Linked DNA regions of Mus musculus: region 1 is linked to region 2. Evidence: chromatin contacts called from public Micro-C data. All regions are on one chromosome and are shown on one strand. Each heading gives the region's core, a stretch centred on a gene start, on an enhancer-like site or on the middle of the called end of the contact. The rest is flanking DNA. Distances are from core to core; before and after follow the strand shown. Region 1 holds the start of Tlr4 (toll-like receptor 4). Region 2 has its middle 22 kb from the start of Gm25480.

Evidence for each region. Hi-C and Micro-C count contacts between places; a contact is called where the count stands out from the background.
Region 1: a contact with region 2 is called in a Micro-C map of the AtT-20 cell line, with 5 times the contacts expected there. The contact joins the promoter of Tlr4 here to the enhancer-like site in region 2. A contact is called at or near these places in 2 of 39 promoter capture datasets (both in embryonic stem cells), 1 of 484 Hi-C or Micro-C datasets (the AtT-20 cell line) and 1 of 115 datasets of contacts at active chromatin or transcription factors (bone marrow-derived macrophages).

The regions. Positions count from the first base shown.
Region 1 is chr4:66,824,972-66,832,894 of GRCm38.p6, reverse strand. Tlr4 (toll-like receptor 4) reads right to left here and starts at 5,344. Exons shown (of 3, transcript NM_021297.3): 1 at 4,974-5,344. The coding sequence starts at 5,063.
Region 2 is chr4:66,518,614-66,525,964 of GRCm38.p6, reverse strand. No RefSeq gene overlaps it. Among named protein-coding and RNA genes, the nearest start is that of Gm25480, 22 kb to the left of the region's middle. Within about 2 kb of position 2,309, at least 18 of the 459 cell types and tissues checked have an H3K27ac peak or open chromatin away from gene starts, as enhancers often do. A contact at or near this core is called in the AtT-20 cell line, where this site is marked.

The DNA.
Region 1 (7,923 bases), core at 4,095-6,594, 300 kb before region 2:
CATGAGATGTAAAAGGCCAACAGCTACACATGTGCAGGAGTCTTTAACACTACACAAAGAACTAAAGAATACTGAGTGTGGGACAAAGTTTTGCTTGTGTGCTGGTTTGACTTTATAATATCTTCTGTGAACCTCGCTAGTTGTATGTAAAAGCCATGTTAATGTATGCTTGTATATACTTTTATGTAAAATTATTGTTGTTCTAATTCATCATTTTCATTATATACAGCTACATGGAGAGTACCAATAAAAATATACAGACATTTCCTAGATTCTGCCTTATTTTTTGACAATTATTTTTGTTCTTAGATTCATTGACTTTCTCAGTTTGGTCCTGGGATCAGAGGCTGTCTTATAGTGCATGGATTCCAGTGGTAGAAAATTGTACTCAGGGTTGAGTGTTTTCTCTATCATAATCTCCACTAGTTTTATCTGTTTTCTCACATTTATTGTGAACCCTATACCATAACATTTCATGTAATATCATAATTATATGATTTCATCTGGCAAAATGCTTTGCTTAACCCAGTGAGTTTTGTTTTCTCTTATTTAAAAGCAATAGAATTCTCAAAGGGCTAAATGAGATCAGAGCTTATCTCAAAGCTTGCATTAATTAAAGTGATAAATATTAATGTTAATTATCATTGGTTACTATTCATTCCTTGCTACATATTAGCATTTACTTACAACTTATGTATTTTATACTAATCTTCAAAAAATCCTCTAAAGACAAAGAAAATAAAAGAGGTGGGGTAATACACATATAGTCAGAAGATTCATACATAAACAGGCTTCTTCACACACATCTCCCTAAATGGTACTCATCATCGGATCCTTGAAGGCAATGTATCTAAGAGAGTAAGGCATCAGACAGAAATTCTTCTCTCACCCTCTTTTGTTTCCTTTACAGATTTTGATGACAAGGTAAATCTCTTGCCTATATAGTTATTTTCCAGATGCTTTTCATTTATCAATTGAACCATGAGCATTGATGCTCTGATGATTTTTGTTTGCTATTTATCTTCAAGGCTCAGAAAGGTACATGGTGACCTCTCAATGCTCAATAGACATTTGTTGGATGAATGAATGATAAATATTGTGTAATTGGTGGGACACCAGCCCGTATAAGTTAAATAGTAGGCTTTTTCTGCTAAAGGCCATGGGTGGTACAAGAATACATGTTACATGATTTCTGATGGCACTGCACTCATAGAACCAGCTAACAGAGAAGAACATGAATAAGAACTACGAAAGTTGCAAAGACACAGATTCTAGATTCAGAAGGAAAGCTGATCAAGGAAATGTGTGGTAAAGGAAAAAATATGTATGTCAAAAGGAGAAAAGAACATAAGCAAATAATAACAAGTGGGAACAAATGTAGACAAACTGGCAGAGCCTTCTGTCATGGAGAAGCCACAGGCAGAACACGAGGACATCAGATGGTGTTCAGAAGTCATTCTTTCACTGGTTTCACACATACTACACATACAACTGAAGACCTATCATGATCTAGGCCAGTGGTTCTTAACCTGTGGACTTTGACCCATTTAAGGGTCAAACAATCCATTTACAGGATCACATATCACATATCCTGCATAGGGGATAGTTACATTATCGTTCAACACCATAACAAAATTATAGTTAAGAAGTAGCAACAAAAGGAATTTTATGGGTGAAGGTCACCACAACCTGAGGAACTGTACTAAAGGGTCTTAGCGTTAACCACTGAGAGGCATTGGTGACATGCTAACAAACCCAGCAGTAATACTCCCTTCTTGTTTATTCTACACAAAGGGGAGAATAAATGGTGGAAAAATAAAAGACAAACATACAAAATGATATGATCAATGAAAGAGCATATGGAGAGGGTAAAGGGGAAAATGTACATGAGGCAATCAAGAAAAATCAACCTGAGGAGACATTCACAGAGAAATCTACATAAAATGAAAAAGATAATCCTGAAATCAAAGCTCCACATTAGAGTACTGCAGCTATAAGCCACACATAGCTATGAAATATGAAACACGCATAGGAGAAATCAAAATGTCCAGTAAAACAAAAATGTTGCTGAATGTCTAATTTCCTGTATCAAAAATTGAACATAAGGTATCTTCGTAATTGCTTAACTATGTGGTAGGATTTCCCCCTAATAAACATTACAGGAAACCAATCACTAGATGAGTAGGTGGGACTTCCGAGTCGGGAAGAGGAAGAGGAAGAGGGAGGCAGGAGTAAGGAAGGTCTCTTTGTGGATGGCTGAGAGCATTAGAGGCACATTGCAGATAGTCGGAGGCTGTCAATTCAAGTGGTGGATCCTCCAAGATCTGCCACCTGAGGATTTTGTTTGTTTGTTTTTTGGTTATTTTACTCATTTACATTTCAAATGTTATCCCCCTTCCCAGTTTTCCCTCCACAAGCCCCCTACCCCCTCGCCGTCCCCCACCCCCCTACCTCTATGAGGGTGCTCCCTCACCCTCACACCCACTCCTGCCTTAACAGCCTAGTGTTCCCCTATCCTGGGTCCTCAAGTCTCCACAAGAACAAGAGGCTCCTGAGTCGGAGGATTTTTAACATAGATTAGTTTACAAAAACAGTACAGGGGAATGGCAGAGCCAGGAAGCAGGAGTGGGTAGGTTGGGGAGCAGGGCAGAGGGGAGGGTATAGGGGGCTGTGAGGATAGCATTTGAAATGTAAATTAAGAAAATATCTAATAAAAAAAAATTAGGATGCTAGGTTCTGCACCCAACATTGTGTTACCTGTTGATTGTAGACCAAGTGTGTGTTGTGTTTTCCTTCACATGGCAACTCAACTGGGCTCCAGAGAAAAGTATGGTGGTAGAGTGTGGTGTGCAAGAGTACACCCCAGCCAAAATGAACTAACCAGTACCCCCAGAGCTCGTATCTCTAGCTGCATATGTAGCAGAAGATGGCCTAATCAGCCATCACTGGGAAGAGAGGCCCAAACTTTTTATGCTCCAGTACAGGGAAACGCCAGGGCCAAGAAGTGGGACTGGGTGGATAGGGGAGCAGGGTGGGGGGAGGGTATAGGGAACTTTCAGGGTGGCATTTGAAATGTATATAAAGAAAATATCTAATAAAAAAAAAGTACACCCCAGCCAGCTGCAGGAATTTGGAAATGTGGGGCGTGCTTGGCATCAGCCAGCCATGGTAACTTATGGAGCCTGGTGAAAAGAGCAATTTCAGAGCTCTGGAGACACAGAGCAGGCATGGGTGAGACAGACCCTGGCTAAAGGAAAGAACATGTTCTCCTCGGCCTGTCCATAGGGCTGGAGACAGACCTGAGGCTAGTGCTTAGCCAGTGTTAGTGTGGGATGCTTTTATTATATTTCACGCATCATAACTATATTTAATTGCATAAAAATCATTGAAACTAATTTGATGCATTTATTCTTAATTTTTCAATTTGATCAACAGTGAAGTTTTAAACTATATACAGGGATTCCATAATTTTAGCATGGTGAGCCTTGACCTAGGTGAGGGATGATGGTGTGTGTAGTTAGCTTAGGCAGTGCTAAGGCCCTGTAGGATGAAGCAACCATCATGGTTCCAAAGAGTTATTAAGAGTATAAAGGAGTAGTTTGATAAATCTAAGCCCCTGGACCAATAACAACAAATAAAGAAGAAACTGTGTGTGGGTATAGAAAGGAATATGAACTAGGAAACCAGTCAGGAATCACTCCTGAAGACAAGGCCAAGGGCCCTGAGACCTGGCTTACAGAAGGAACAAGCAAGCTTTGAGAGTTGACAAAGCACACCAGACACCAAGAGCAACGGGATTTTATCTCAGTGTAGCACTGATTGGAAATTCCATCTCTGCCAACATAACTGAGGAATCAGAAAGCAAGATACTGTGATTATAACTTTTTAAAATTAACAGTATTTTTCCCCATGTGAATGTCATGTATCTTAACTCATTGAACCAGTTTTGAGCTTCTGAGCCTACCTCACCCCGAATTCCTTCCTTGTTTGCTCAGTTCTATTGTGAGCTTCTAAGATAATTGCGTGGTCTGTGCAGGAGGAAAACAAGAATGAGTCATGGGTCAGATTACTCACGACTCAGTATTCGACCAAAACGGGAGTTACTGCCTTAGCAGTAACTAATTGATGTTTTAAGTTGCTCTGTCCCTCTCCTTCCCTCACCCCTCCCATTTCTTTATCTCCTAGAATTAGTTGCAGAATACTAAAATCACTTAGAAAAGTCTTTGTGTTTTTGTGTGTTTTGTTGTTTTATTTTTTAATAGAAATTCTTTCATTTAAGACAATTGTTCCCTTTATTCATTTGTGTGTGTGCTCATGCATATACACACCTGCCAAGGCAGACACTTGCAAGTGAGAAGACATCTTAAAGGAGGAGATTCCCTGCCTCTAACTTGTGAGGCTTGAGGCTTGAACTCAGATTTTCATCAGGCTTGGCAGCCACTGACCTTACCTGCTGAGCTACCACTCAAAGCATCTCAAAGATGCTTCGAAAGCAGCAGAAAAGACACAGCTACCTTCACTTGATTTGGAAAGGGAAGGAATGACCGCTAAAAGCTGAGTGGCCAGAGTTCCCACAGAAAGCCCTGAAATTACAGCCTACTTACATTTTTCAGTGATTACAGTCATGCTTTCGTCCCGTGAATACTGGCCTCAGAGACGTTCAGTAAGTTCTTTAACGACTCTCAGGTATGTCACAGAACAATGACTATAAACTAGTTTTACTAATTTCAAGTCCCTAAATCATGACTCAGACGCCTTAAATGAAACAAGACACCCCTGGCTGCCTGTTCCTGCCCTGTGTTAACACTGAGGCTTTTTGTTGCCAAGGCTTCTCAAGTTTTTGGTTAGTTTAACTCCTTCGTGCAAAATAAACTAAGCAGAGCACACACAGGGAGCTCTGAGCTGTGGATAGTTTTGAGAAACAAGGCAGGCTAGCAGGAAAGGGTGTGATCACATGCGATCAAGACACATACCTCTATGCAGGGATTCAAGCTTCCTGGTGTCAGGCAGGAGAAGAACAGTGCCATGATCAGAGTCCTAGCCAGGAGCCAGGGAGGCATCATCCTGGCATTTTCTGCAACCAGTGGAGGCCATGAGAGAACATGACGATCTGTAACTGGTGGCAGCGCAGAGTCCCTGGGACACCTGCCTCTTCCCTCCCAGTGGGTGCCCCTCTGCAAGTACTATATTCAAAGAGGAAGTGAGAGTGCCAACCTTAGCATTCTCACTTTTGGTTTTGTTCTAGAATCGATCTGCCCCGTCGCAGGAGGGAAGTTAGAAGACTGAAGACTAGAACAGGAAGAAGGCGTTTGCTGACCGACTGGAGGAACAGCAAGAGGAAGCTGGCTTTCATCCCAGGAAGTCATCTGACCTCTGGGCTTGGTGAAGGCAGGGAACTGGCGTGGAGCAACATCCTCATTCCTTCTTTATTTTCAACAGAGGATGCTTACTGCTTCAGTTAGACTCCCAAGTCTCCCAGAGCACAGTATTAGGGACTGGATGTTTCAGACTAGAGGAACATATTTTCTCACAATGCTAGAGATTAAAACCCAGGATGAAGATATCATCAGTTGCCGTGTCTTGTGTCATGATGCTTTCTTTTACCTATGTGTGTACGTGTTCATTCGTTCACGGGGGGGATGTATATTTCGTGTGTGTGTGTGTGTGTGTGTGTGTGTGTGTGTGTGTGTGTGTGTGTGTGTGTGTGTGTAAAAGCCAGAGTTCACTATTGAGTGCCTTCTGCAGTTCTCAGTTCTCAATCTTCTTTTATTATTAATTACTATTTATTATTGGAAACAGGATCATAGTGTTTATTATTAAAAGGAGAACGTTCAGGAAAGATAGGAGCAGGCTCGTGAGCTGTGGGAGAAACTCAAGAGGCTCCACCATTGTTTTGGAGCCGAGGTCTCTAACTGAACCTGGTACTGATTCCTTGGCTATACTGACTGATCAGTTAAGTTTTGAGATCTCCCACCTGTAGCTAGCCTTTTCCCAGTGCTGGAATTATAGATATCAGCATTCGGGTTTTTGTTGTTTGTGATGTTGTTTTTTTACGATGTTTGCTTTTTATTTGTTTATTTATTTCATTTTTTTAAATGCTGTTACTGAGGATCTGCAGGTCTTCATGAATTTGAAACATTTTATCAACTGAGATATCTCCCTGGCCCCTGACCTCTTTTTTTAAAATAATCAGTTATATTGTATTAAGGCAGACCCATAAGACATTAGTTTACTTTAATTATCTCATTAAATTCAAGTCATAGGACATGGCACTGGGAGATGAATTTTTAAATTGCAGTCACAGAAACAGGCACAGCCTATGAATTTTAGGGAACAGTACATAATTCTACATGTGACACTGCTAGTGAAGAAGTAGTGAAGGGAATCAGAAGTTGCTGAAGTAAAGGTCAGGTCAGATGACTAAACACCAGATCACCTTGTCCAAATGATTTTATTTCCTGAGCCTCATTTTCAGCCCTGTAAACCTGAGAACAGTTTTTACCTCCCTCCTTCTTTACATATTTACATTATTTGACATATCTAAATACTAATATTTAGAATACATACACTTAGAAGGCTATGTGATTCTGCTTGGATCATCTGTGGACTGCTGGCATGTGGTAGCTTCCCAGGGAAGCTTCTGATAAGAAGATGAAAATACCAGCAACCTCCAACCTCCACTGAGACTTCAGGAGAACTGACCTGCATTATGAAACTTCTATCCCCAAATCCCCCTTTTCACCATATAAAACCCAAGCCCCCTGCAAAATTATGTACAGTCTCCACTTCCATGGAGAGACTGGGTCCCTTCATTGTTCTGATTCAAAGATCCATCTGCCTCTGAAGAGAAAAAAAAAAAAAAAGATGCATGACAGCAGTCAAGCTATACAAGCCAGTTCTCCATTTGCTACTATGAGAATGAAGGTATAGAGTTGGGAAGATAGCTCATCAATTAAGAGTCATTTCTGCTCTTCTGAAAGAAAGGGGTTTGCTTCCCAGCACCCATATGCTATCCCACAACCATCTGTAACTCTAATTCCAGGGAATCTATTTCTCTCCTCTGACTCGCATGGACACTGCATGTGATAGTCATACAAATATGTAGGTAAACACTCATACATGAATGAAAATAAAAAGAAAAATCTTTAAATAAATAGAAGATTATCTATCTTGTGTGGTTGAATTAAATTAATCATAGCACAGATCCTCATTATATCCCATAAAAGACAACTATGGCAATTATAAAAATAAAATGTGGGCAATATAAGGATAATCATACTTCCTCAAAGAGTAGTTGTAAAGCTGTTAGAGCCATGCCTGAGGAAAAGCAAGTTCATATAAGTTTCTGATGAATAGAAGGATAAACATCACTAGTCCAGTCGATACCCCCAAGGTGTGTCATAAGAACCTCAAATGTATTTTAGCTACAACAAAGCTGCAAAAGTCTAGATCACCATCAATCAGGTTAGAATTCTCTCAGCTACTCCTTTCCAGGGGCTCTGTGGAGCTTCTTGGCCACAAGTCTACATACAAGTTCAGTAAGAGACCCTCTTCCTAGGGAATAAAGTACAAAGTCACAGTAAGACACCGAAATCCTCCTATCCTTCACATGCAGATACATAAATCTAAGTACATACATGGGGATATGACAGACACAAACAAGCAATCAATGAATTAAAGGACAAAATCAAAATCTAGCTTTTTAAAGTTAATCCCTTCCTCATCCATTTATCTCACTACACATTTAGAAATTGTGCCAAATTCTAGAAACTTCAAATGTAAAATAATTCTAAAATGAAATTCCTCACTGACTATGTCTCTTGGCCTAGGCTAGAGAAAAACATTGTAAAATAGACTTAAAGAATCTAGACTGTCATCTTCTGAAATCTTAACTTTCCTAACCCCCCTCATCCTCCAATCAAT
Region 2 (7,351 bases), core at 1,060-3,559:
TCTGATGATTGATGTGTGAGGGCCCAACTTGCTATGGGATGTGCCACACTTGGACCAGCGATTCTGGGTACTACAGGAAAGCAAAGTGAGCAAGCCTTGAGAGCAAACCAATAAACAGGACCCTTCATGGCCTCTATATCAATTCTTGTCTCTAAATTTCTGCCCTTCCTGAGTTCTTTTCCTGACTTCCATCAGTGAGGCACTGTTACCTGGAGACATAGATGAAATAAACACTTAAGTTTTCTCCAAGTTGATTTTGCTGGGGGCATTTTATCACACTAATAAAAACCCTAACTAAGACAATGAATAAAGACATAGAGGAGAATATGTTGAGGAATAACTGAATTATTACATGATTGGAAAACGGAAAATAGTCAGGCACTTTAGGCTAAAAACAGTTTGGAAGGCAGATGGAAGCCGTTTCACAAAAGACCTAGGACACCAAATTACGATAATTCAAGCTGGTTGTGTAGACAAACAAGCTTCTGAAAGGCTTTGGAGAGAAACTGTGCTATCAAAAATGAGCTGAAGGCATCCCTTGAGGAAGTGCCTCAGCAGTTAAGAGCAATTGCAGCTGTGCAGAAGACCAATTTCAGGTTCCATCACCTACATGATAGTATCCAACCTTTTGTAAATTTAGTGCCAAGGGTTGAATGACATCTTCTGATCTCCACAGGCACCAGGTATGTATGTGGTGAACATGTGTAGATACAAGCAAAACACTCACATACATGTAATATAATATAACAATAATAGTGTGCTGACGGGATTCTATTTAAGTAGTCATAGGTAAGAAAATAAGGGTGAAATAATGTGAAGAGTGGGGGTGGGGCAGAGGAAGAAGAAGGGAGAAGGAAGAAGGCAGGGGAGTGGTGGGAAGGAGAGATTGAATTCAATAATGGTGAGAAAGAGAAAAGAGGAACCCGCTTCCTTGAGGTTTCTAATCGTATGTGTCCATGAATAAGATGCCATTTGGACTTAATGAGGATGCAACAAAGAGGGATTGGGCTGGAAGAAGAAATGAAGCTTGCTACTCTGTAATGTCCTTGAAAGCAGAGGTGAGTAACTTTGGGCTCAGCGTGAACTAGCCCAGGAGCCTCTTCTTTCTAACCACCCTTGAGCTGTACCCCTCAGCCTCAGTTTCTCTCAATTCTTTGGAGCAACCAGGCCTCTGGCAACCAAAGAGAGGGACAGGATGGTACAGTGGGGAGAGTTGAATTACCCCAACGTGACCTCTGTACATTGCCTGCTTCTAGCACCTCATTTTCTGATGCTTCTCAGCCTTGTCCGGAGCTAATGAACCTCAGAGAACAAAGCTGTCTTTTGTTTGTTTGTCATTTTGAGGTTTTTCCGGTTGATTACGATCTATGCCAGCAAGAGGATATAAAATCACCAGCAATTCTTAGCTGAGGATCACAGGGCATTTTTATCCCCTTCTGAGAGAATGCTGAAGTTAATGTAAAAAACGCTGTCCTAACCACTTTAGATGAGAGAAACTGTTAAAAGGATTTTTTTTTCTGTATTCATTTTTCTTCTCATGTGAACTGTTATTCCCCCTCCTTTTAGCATTTTCTGCTTTGTTTCACACCCCCTGTAAATCAGGTGCCTTTTTAAAAAGAGCAAAATTTGAATTCCTTCTTACAGACAAAAAACTACAAATGACTCTCACTCTCCATGAGCCCAAAGGAAACAAGAAGAAAAAAACAATCTGCTATGTGGCGCCACTTTGAGGTTTGCCCTCATCAAGCCATGGTGTCTCTTTCCCACAGACCATTTTTGATACCCACCCCCAATCTCTATTTTACACTTAATCTCAGTCTTTGAGACTTCTCACTCTTCTTGGAAAGAATTCTGCCTTAGCAGCTTCAGTCTTCTGGGGGAATATAATTATCTAAACTGGCATGGATCCAGAACTCAGCTCCCCCATGAAAATGATTCCTTATTAAAGATTAAGTGGTAACAAGTATGTCAACAGCACTCCCAGCTCTAGAATAATTCTGAGCAAATAAAAAATGGCAACGGTTCCTATTTTCTATCTGGAAACTCTCTCTGGGCCTCTTTGTACCCCAGGTGGCACAGAGTTCTCTAATTTGTTCAGGTGTTGGATCATGGGAGCCAGTAGACAGGTGATGGGGACAGCAGCTTTATCTACCGTGAGGATTCAGGGGATGCAAGCCAGGGAAGCAGCTGGTTTTGAGGCAGCCTGGTGGGGCTGGCTTTTCTAGGGATGCTGAGCCAGGCCACTAGTCCTGCTCAATCCAGGCCTCCTTCCTGTTTCCTGTAGCCTCTGACTTGGCTGACATGGCAACACTGCCCTCTTCTGGGACAGCACAGTCATCACACTTCACCTGAGTTCCCATATCCAAGGACAATGGCTGGCAGCATAACCGGGAGCAGAAAGGAAGTATGCGGTCAGTTCTTTCGTGGCTAGAATGTCAAGAGTCCCCATCTGTGATATCTGCCACAGCCCAAGCTTTTGGAATCGGACAGACAGCTCTGCCATGTATTTATTATGTGACCCTGGGCATGCTTTACCTTTCTAAAACTCAGAACAAAGAGAGAGTCACTATGGTGCATAGAAATCGAGGTTTTGCTTTTTAGCCGGGGTGATCATGCCTTCACCTTTTCTCAAGATTTCTAAGTTTATACTAGCTACATTAGTGTAATTATTAGCGATACCTTATTTGCTCTTAAATGACCCCCTTTTCTTTATTACAGTGCTAGTCTTCCCATGGTTATGTGTTTGTCCTACTACCCACTCTCCCTAGGTAGCTCAGGCTAGCCTAGAATTCTCTTTGAAGCCAAAGATGACCTTGGAATGTCTGAATCTCCCACCCCTACCTTCTGTGCCCTGGGATAACAGGCAACACACCTGCTTTGTGCTGGGCTGGAGTACCCACCCATGTTCTATGCATAATAGACACTCACACTACCAACTAAGGGATATCCCGAGCTCTTTTTTTTTTTTTTTCAAAAGAGCAGTATGAAGATGGATAGACAGCTCAGTGGTGACAACTGGCTGTGTTTCCAGAGGACACAGGTTCCATACCAAGCACCCACATGGTGACTCATAACTGTCTGTCACTCTTCTCACTGGAGATCTAAACCCTCTTCTGACCTCGGGAAGCACCAGGCACAGATGTGGTACATGGACATGCATATTCAGGCAACCCATCCATACATATAAAATAAAAATACAGGAAAAAAGTAAAAGCCATTCCTTTCCATTAGTCCACGGGGTTGCTAGCTTCCCTCCCTGCACTCAGCAAAGAAAGGATATGACACCATCAGGAAAAGTCTAAAAATGCTACAACAGGCACCAGAGCAACTGTAGAGGGAGCCTGAGCAAACTTCTCCTCAGCACAAGAGCCATGCTAACATTTGCTTGGCCCCCCTGCAGGACTGCAGCAAGGCTCACAAGCAAAGAGTGTGAAAAGGCAGTATGAGATAGAAGTGAAGAACTGGTCTCCTTGTAAATGAGTATCAACTACCCACAGTTGAAAACCTAAGGAAAAAAAAAGATAAAATTAAAACATATAAAAGCACAAGCTCTGTGAATATATGTATTGCCTCCATGTCTGAGAAATGTAGGGAATTAAGGAAATGTCTGCTCATGTGGTAGCTCAGATCATTGACAATGGCTAAATTTTGTTACATTGACATCCCTGAGGGGAAGCTGGCACCAATGCCAGGGTAGCAGCTGATCTGCATGTCTATTTACATAAATTTGCATTGGCCTGGTGTTGAAATATAAATGCTGATATTAAAGAAAGTCATTTTCTTCCAGATTAAGGCATCTCAATATAGTACAGCCGCAAAGATGCACACTGGTCTTTGACCTTGTATTTGCATGACCTTGAATGAGTGATGATCTCATTGTATTGTTTCCTTATCCAGAAATGGAACCAATAATAGCACTCGCCAAAGAAGGTTGGTGCAAGGATTAAACGAGCTAATGTGAGTGAGGGATTTAGAGCATGGCCTGGCTTATTAAGCTCTCAGATGCTAGTGACTATTATTATCTCAGAACTTGCCCATTGCCCGTCACCATCAACCCCAGTTACACAGCCTCTACTTTTTTTCCTTCTGAAAATCATGAAAGTTGGGTGTTTAGAGCTAGGAGGGATCTCAGAACATCTAATCTGTCACTTTCAAACTTATTTTATTTCTTTTAAAATAACCATGGAACACTTTTGGAAAATGAAAGCTTACATGGAAACCCAGCATGAAGAACGGTGGAGTATTGTGGTTAAGGAAATGGGCTCAGCAGACAGACAGGCCTGATTTCCAGCCCTGACAAAACTGCTTATTAGCCTTCTGACTCGGGGCAAATGATTTACCTTGGCTTTAAGCCTCTGTTTCATAAAGTGTAAAATGGCAATAGTTGCTGTAAATATTTCATAAGGTTGCTGTAGAGCTCAATAACTTCACACTTATTGAGTGTTTAGTGCAATTCCTGGCACATTATAAGGACCCAATAATTACACTAACTCTTGAGATTTTAATCAGTGAAGTATATACAAGCAGAAGCACTCTGGTGTAAGTAGGCAAGAAAGTTACAAGTTCACAGGGGCTCCAGGGCCTGCTATGATGAGTCTGCTAAACCTAGCTTAAAAGCTTCTGGTAGAAGACAACATTTGGAAACCAAGATTCAAGATGTTCTTGTCCCTACTCACATATTACATAATTAGTACTTTCTTCTGCCCATTGCCAGGGATCTAATTATCTTTGGTATTTGCTGTTTATGGTGACTTTCCTTTCCTGTGTAGCCAACCTCTTTGAGTTCAACGTCTTTTCCAGGGCAGACTAAGCTGAACAAGACAGGATGGCATCTCCTGAAATTGGTTCCCAATGGGGTGAAAGTGTCCTGAACTTGTCCTTCTAATATCGCCTGCTGTCTTCCTGTGCTTTCCATAGCTCATAGCCAGAGGGAGGATGAGTCACTTTGTTAAAAATAAAAACACTACCATTTTCTTTCTTTGTTCATGATCACAGCAGGCTGGCACTGACACAAATCCCAAGCAGTCAGGGACAGCCAGGGGACAGCCCACTAAGCTGGCCCATCAAAGTGTCGCTATCACCTTTGTTCAGCTAAAACAAAGGGAGCCATGCTTACTGTGGATGGGATCTAGGAACACAAGCATCTGAGTTGCATTAGCACAGTCATCAAAGTAGCCAAGTTTAAGAAGAACAAAAATTGTGATAAGCCCCAAGTCTCTTGGAAGCTATAGGAGTTGATTTATAGCCCATCAGATGATGGCCTCCAATTCATGTAGCCAAGACCAGCAAATGCAGAATAATTTGTGAATGCTCACAGTCATCTATAGGATGGAACACAGGGCCCCCAATGGAGGAGCTAGAGAAAGTACCCAAGGATCTGAAGGGGTCTGCAACCCTGTAGGTGGAACAACAATATGAACTAACCAGTACCCCCAGAGCTCATGTCTCTAGCTGCATATGTAGCAGAAGATGGACTAGTTGGCCATCATTGAGAAGAGAAGCCCCTTGGTCTTGCAAACTTTATATGCCCCAATACAGGGGAATGCCAGGGCCAAGAAGTGGGAGTGTGTGGGTAGGGGAGCAGGATGGGGGGAGGGTATAGTGAAATGTAAATAAAGAAAATACCTAATAAAAAGAGAGAGAGAGAGAGAGAGAGAGAGAGAGAGAGAGAGAGAGAGAGAGAGAAAGCAAGACATAAATCCAAAGCTCTTCTCTATCATAATTCCAATTACTAGAGCCACTACTGTCTGTATCACATTGGATTATTATTTCTGCAATCATGCTAAATGTTTTCTATTAATTTTCTCATTCAATCATCACCATGATTCTATGTAGTAGGCATTGTTCTTTTCTACATTTTGGAAATGAAAAACGTGAGATCTAGAGAAAAGTTATTAGCCTATGCTCCTATAGAAGGTATGTGGTGAAGTTACATGAAATAAGTTCATTTGAATACAGAGCCCAGAGTCTCAAGCACTAAATCATCAACCAATGTTTGGGACACACCAAGAGTGTGTTTATTCCATGATGTGTGTGGTAACGGAGCAGAACCATGGCTTTGATGCTAAATCTTCAGATCATGATGCATGATAATAAATAAGCAGTCTCAGATATGCAGTTCATGTGTGACATTCACAGTGCCTCCTCTAAGGCCAAGCCATCCGTTCACATGACCTGGTGCCTGTCATGTTAGTATGGTCAGGACTACTTCTTATGGCAGTTGTGGAGTGGCATCTTTTTATGCTTCATCAGATACTGTCTATACACCTAATTTATGCTGAGGCTAGTGGCAGGGAATCAATGGCACAAGTATTACCTCTACTGCAGTTTTGGAAAACTTTTCCATATTAGCTGACTTCCTTTTAATCACCATAAGCAAACCAGATGAGTTTCATGATCCACTAAGAATTTGATTTTCCAACAGCGTGAAACAAGGTTTCTCAATACCATAAGTATTTCAGGTGGGGGATCCTTTATTGTCAGAATCTGTCCTGCTCCTTGAATGAATCTTTGCAGAGTCTTCATCTTCATCCTCTTAGATTTCAGGAGCTCTTCTCCTGCTGTGACAAGTGAAAATATCTCTAAACATTATCAATATCTCCTGGGACCAGAATAAAAATCTCTATCATGAATCACCCAGGTTAGGTTCCTCAATTTCTCTGGACTCTCACCTGTAAAAGGAGGGAGTTGCTCTATTTGGCCAGGATGACTGGGTCATGAAGCCTTCAGCTACGATCTTTCTCTGCCTGTGAGTGGGCGGAGGTAATGATCAGTTAAGAGAATTGGTGCTGAGTGCTTTGATGCAGGTATGTACCTGTCAGATTGTATTGCTTGAATGAAGGGCAGCATGGGGGTGTAAAGGGAATATTATCGTCACTATAATGCTAAAATCTCACAAGTCATGTTTGTAACAAAAGGAAAATCAGACAAGCCTCATTTCAAACCACCCCTCAGTACCAGGTGTATGCACATCCAAGCTCTGTGCTTTCATTTTCAGGATCAGAGCCCTACTTAACTCTGTGATAGATGAGAGATGGACAGCCAGATAGACATACAGACATAATAGGTAGATGAGATGGATAAATAGACATCAGATGTGTATATAGATGCTTAGGCAGAGATATACAAAGATCTCAATTGGGTTTATTCACTAAGAACTAGACAATGAAAGGATGAATAGACACATGGATAGATGGATAGATAGGTAAATGATAGATTTTAAATAAATTTTCATTCTTTCTCTACATAAATTGTTAAATGTAGTTGTTATAAATATTATTATCTTGATATTATCTGAATTAACTGTAAATGCCAGAAATTATTCTAGCTTCCAATATCAGTGATGATTTCT